2 separate regions of the Mus musculus genome follow, and region 1 is linked to region 2. Evidence: chromatin contacts called from public promoter capture Hi-C data. All regions are on one chromosome and are shown on one strand. The core of a region is the stretch at or near the end of the contact, and the rest is flanking DNA. Distances in the headings are between cores, read along the strand shown.

Region 1 (2,700 bases), core at 172-2,671, 230 kb after region 2:
AAAATAAACTTCCAACCAAAATTAATCAACAGAGATGAGGAAAGATGCTCTGATAAGGCATGGGAGAAATACTTGCTGCCTCTGCCTCTGCTGTAGTGGTAGCAAGTAATCCCTGGCGTGTCTCAGTTTATAGCTACCTTTCTCAGATTCATGTCTTGGTTGTTTTAAGATACGTGTGTGCTGTTTTTCTCTCTCTTAAAAGGACTTGTGCCATGACAGATTTGTCTCCCACCCTGGTTTTTGATTACACTTTCATATCTCATAATCATAATTCCAGGGCCCTATTCCCATATAAAGAAACACTAACATTCTGATACTCTAGGGAGCACTTCAATGTATTTTAAGAGTATACAACTATGAAGGGAGCTGGAAAATATTATCAAGTGTGTGTGTGTCTGTATTAGTAAGGAAAGCATATAATTAATATTATATAGTACTGGATTTGAGAGATGTGTGGAAAAAGTGATAATTTGAAGTTTAACAAAAAGGATAACAAAACAAAATTAACAACAAACTTGAAATTAAAAAAAAAATCACACAGCAAAATTAATCACATACAAGTCTACAAACAGTCTAATAGAAAACTCCAAAGACTTAGGACATAAACTTAGTTCTTCTCTACACAGTTAGAATAGCCATCCTGATGAATAATTTCTTAATTTAGTTAGTGAATTCATTTCGCCTGGTAACTTAGTGGCTGGAGAGATGACTCAGCATTTAAGGACACTGACTGCTCTTGCAGAGGACCGGGATTCCATTAGTTGCCAGCACACACAAGTGGGCTAGCAACACCACAGGTAGTAACTCCAAGTGCAGAGGACTGTCTGGTCTTGGCAGGCACCTGCATTTAACATGTAATTTAAATCATCTGGTGACAACATATATATGAGATTTATGTTAGGTGAAGGTTGTATAAGGTTCAACTTATAATAACAGTTTTGTGACATTTGTTAATGTCTTATGAATGGAAAGCAGAACAAAACTCAGGCGGTTTCCTGTTTTCAGATAATCTATTTAAATTAACCCTCTTTGGAAGACTTTATCGTGTGAGCATATATTACATGGCACAAAATTGTATCCAAAGGGGGAAGACAAATCTACTATATCAGAGTCACAAATAACAGTTAGACTGGAAGACCGAATGGCACTCAAGCAATCACTCAGAAACAATCAGGACAACTCTAGCAGCAAATTCAAAGGACACAGGAGATGATTGTGTTTATATGGTGTGTGGTGTTTTTGCTCAGGAGTGTGGGAACATGCAAAAAACAACCGAAACTCTCCTTTCTCTAGAGTTGCATGCAGCTGGAGAGGCAAGGGTACCTCTCAGGGAACACAGAGGCAACAAACACTAGGTGTATCATTTCACTGCCTTTAAGCTGCGTTTCTTCTGAAGCTGGAAGACAGGATGCGGAGGACGAATCCACACATCCTGCCTTCTCTCCTCTGCGCTGCTGGTAGGTGAAGCACGGGGCTTGCAGAGCTGACATACTCTTCTCTGCCTCTCAGGATTCCTTATGTGTTTGTTCTTCCCTAGCGCTGAGCATGAGTGAAGAGAATTCACCCTGGCAGTATGGGAAGAAAAGACAAAAGGTCTCACTGAATGGAGACCAGAGACACATCAACTGCAGTGGCCTTGGCTAGAGTTAGAAAAACAAACTGAAAGGCAAGAGACGTCAGTTGGGGCAGAATTGAGGAGAGTCTAGGCAGAAGTAGGGAGTGTGGAGGCAGAGTCTGTTGTGGGACAAGCCAGAAACTCTGAAGGAGCAGCAAGTTTTATTTTGAGTCAGAGCTATTTGAGTCAGAGCTATTTGAGCCTTGATTTTTTTGGCAGCTCAAGTCAGCTCAGGTAACAGTGGAGGCTGAGCAACAGATCCATGACCAAGGCTGGAGGCTCCAAGTGCAATCTTTGCACCCAGGCTCTGCTGCTCCACTCAGTTGTTTTACTGCGCTGCTTCTGTGGATGCCTGATGGTGAGTAGAAGTGATCTGACACTGGAGCCTGGACAGAGGGACCAGCAAGGTGGAGCCTGATTCCTGCTTGGCCATAGTGGCCCCAATTAGAGCCCTTTCCCCCACGCCACAGATCTGTTTCTAGCATGCTTCTGGGCAACAGCCAGCCCTACCCTTTCCCCTCCCTGGCTACAGAGAGAAAACACAGAGGAAAAAACCACTCCTGTAGAATATGCAGGATCTAGAGGAAAGCAGGGCGTTATAGTGGGCTTGCTTCCTAGTCTACTCTACATGTGCCTAACCCTCCCCAACCTGCAGATCCACAACCTCTCCTGCTTTCCCTGCTGACTCAGCTCTTCCTTCCCTTCCCATTATTCAGCAGGACACACACACACACACACACACACACACACACACACTGCTACACATGCTGCCTTTTAAATTCTTTTCAATTGCTATGACTTACTGAGTGGGAGGATCACATTATGTACCCCAGGCTGGCTTTAAATCTGCACCAATCCCATATTCTGCTTCTTGATAGCTTTTATACATCAGCACTTGGTAAAGGTGACTAAAAGTCCTTCTGTGATAAATAGGGAATAAAGATGTAAGATCAGGAAGGGTGAGATGATATGAAATGCATGGAGAAATCATGACCTCGCTGGTGCTCTGTTGAACTCTCAGCAGCCCTGAGATCTTGCATGATCCTTGTACAAAAGCAGACCTGTCAATTATCTCTTCACAGATC
Region 2 (2,700 bases), core at 51-2,550:
TCCAAAGGGTCCAGCTCAACGTTCCTGCGTGTCTTGCTCTCATTTTGTAAATATTGGAAGATGGTCTCACAGATAGACTTCCCTGTCTGCCCCATGGAATCGAGGTATACAATACTTCGTTTTCTTAAATCGATTACCACCAGGCTCCAGTGTACCCTCTGGTGAATAGGCACCAAGATGAGTTCTTTTTCAAAGAGATTGATGCCTCGAGTCCATCTTTTCACGGAACTGTAACCGCCATGCTTTAGCTTGGGGTAAAAGAAAGTGCTAAAGACATGCAGAGCCGGGTAGCCTTGGTTTTCATTTCTCTCAACCAGAAGGTTCATGTAGAAATTGATGACCTCATCATTGAGCCACTGACCGTTCTCCAGCGTCTGGATGTCTCCTCTGCTGATTTGCAACTTGAATCTGGAACTTAGGATTTCCTCTTGGGGTCCTGGACCCAATGCATTCTCAATTTCCTTCTCCATGTCCTCTGTAATATCAAGGATTTGATCCATTTCTCTGCCTTTTCCTCGGTCTGTAATAGGCTTTTTCTCTGCCGCAAGGACTGCCACCTTATTGGGGAATAAGCTATTGCCTTTGCCACTATCCAGGATGATCTGAGCCTGTGTTCCTGGTAAATCAGGCTCCAAGCTGTTCCCCCTTCTTCCTTCACCCTTTATACAATCTTTCTTCTCTGTAACACATTTCTCCTCAGAACAGCACTTCTCTCTCTCCTCTGGTGAAAGACATTCTTTTAGAGCAACAACAGTAGATGGTTCTCGATCGCTCTGAGTTCTTTCTGATCCACGACTGTCTTCTGACTCGCCCCCTTTGATCTTCCAGGTGTTTGTAAGGAACGGGTGAGGCCTGTGTGGGTCTGAACTCACATCTTGGTCGCACTGAAGGTGTTGAAGCAACCTTCCGTATTTTTCCTTTTGGGGGCTTTGTTCGTTTTCTTCCATGACGGAATAGGGCCGCTTGTGACCCTTGCCACCATCAGCAGGCTTCCTCCCAGTTACAACCTGCTCTGGAGATCCTTCGGTCAACTCTAGGGGTTCTAGTTGTTTTGGAGTCTTTCCCTGGGGTTTCCGTACCTGACCCTTGCTAGGATGTTCTCTCGGGAGCTCTTGATCTCGAGGCTCCTTGCCAGGCTCTTTAAATACCATCCCTGTTCCATCCTGGCATTTCCTTTTTGGTTCTTGTCCCAAAGGTTCAGACTCTATCTCTGTCACACTTTCATCGTGGTATTTTCTTTTTTGCCCTATTCCTGAAGCTTCAGGCTTCATCTCCAACCCAGGCTGTTTAGGTTGCCACATGGACAACTGCTTGGACTGCTTTTTAGAGGGTGTTCACTCCGGTATAGTACCAAGCGAAAGCAACCTTATACCTGGCTCTGGGTGGATACTCTTGGGTTGTTCACCCTGATGTCCGAAGAATCACTTCTTCCAGTAGATGGTTGGTCCAAGGTCGCAAACCTATGAGGCTCCTTTATAAACAGTTGACTTTGCAGGTCAGGGTCAGTCAAAGGATGGAGATAATTAAGCTGTCAATATCAGAGACCTATTGGTGAATAGTCAGAGGTCGGCAGTTCACCAGGGGTCCGCTCTGGAAAAGTCAGAGGAGTTCTGAGAATGCTTCCTCGGAAGTATCCTTCTTGGGTGCTGTAACCAGCTAAATATAGAAAACTTCCAAGTCAGACTAATCGTCCTAGTTAATCACTAGTGAGACAGCAGGCCTAAATCCAGCAGCCCACACTTCGGAGGCAACCTCACCAATGATGTTTAACTCACGGGGTTGCCCCTAGACACAGCCTTCAAGGTTCCATAGCTGGGTGTGATGTCACCTGAAAGAACAGTAAGCAAAGGTTTTGGAGGGTGGAAGCCCTCCCCAACCCCAACGTGGTCCAGGGTTTCAAAGCACTCCCTTGCCCGAGTGGGAAATGTGAATGTATTGATACATATCTCAGTTCTTCGGCAGAGTACAGGGTCACCTAAGTCCTCCCAGCATAGTCATAGTACTAGTCAGCTGGTCCTGACTAGTACATTTGTCTTTTAAAAAACTGTCCCATTAAGGTCAATTATAGAAATTTAAGTGCCCTTCTAAGTATCTTCTCACACAAAATATGCTTGCTAATTACAAAGAATAAATAGAATTTTACAGTCATAAAACGTAGTAGGTAGTATTTATTGTGTGACAAAACGTGTTTCTCCTCTGCATAAGCAATCCAGGACAGACCAAAGTGCCCATACCACCATCATACTTGATGAACCGATAAGTTTTATTGGGGTTACATATAGGAATATGGGTGAGGGGTTACTTACAGTAGCAGAAAAGACTCAAAAACAGCTGCATCGCCAAACCCTACCCAGCATGGGTGACAGCTCACAAAAGCTGGGAACTTGGAGAAACTGCACAACCTATAGACGACTCAAAGGACTGGAGAATGTCCTTTTCAGGTGGCTCAGTTGGTCTAAACTTCTTCCAGACAGCTGGTATGAGGGTGGCTCTTTTGAGAGTCTTCTTGGCAGTTCAGCTTCCTTTCATCTGAGAGGGACTCTCAGCTTTTATTGCTCTCTGGCAGAGAAGGAGCCTAATGAATTTGATCAGTTTCAGGGACCATCTTTAGATCTTTTGAGTTGCCTTCCTGCCTGATGAGCTTCCTTTCATAGCGAACGAAGGGTGGTATGGTTCAGTGTTTCAATATTGGAGGAAACT

The links. Promoter capture Hi-C pulls out the DNA fragments that hold promoters and counts their contacts.
Region 1: a contact with region 2 is called in a promoter capture Hi-C map of macrophages, with 5 read pairs. The contact joins the enhancer-like site here to the promoter of 4930444G20Rik in region 2. A contact is called at or near these places in 5 of 39 promoter capture datasets (the 3T3-L1 cell line, the C10 cell line, cranial neural crest and 2 more), 3 of 115 datasets of contacts at active chromatin or transcription factors (bone marrow-derived macrophages and embryonic stem cells) and 1 of 9 other capture datasets (embryonic tail).

Annotation. Positions count from the first base shown.
Region 1 is chr10:22,296,515-22,299,214 of GRCm38.p6, forward strand. All of the region lies in intron 1 of Gm26740 (a long non-coding RNA gene), which reads right to left. Among named protein-coding and RNA genes, the nearest start is that of Gm26740, 8.5 kb to the right of the region's middle. Within about 2 kb of position 1,422, at least 38 of the 459 cell types and tissues checked have an H3K27ac peak or open chromatin away from gene starts, as enhancers often do. A contact at or near this core is called in bone marrow-derived macrophages and macrophages, where this site is marked.
Region 2 is chr10:22,066,779-22,069,478 of GRCm38.p6, forward strand. It overlaps 4930444G20Rik (RIKEN cDNA 4930444G20 gene), which reads right to left and starts at 1,301. Exons shown (of 1, transcript NM_053264.2): 1 at 1-1,301. The coding sequence starts at 1,301.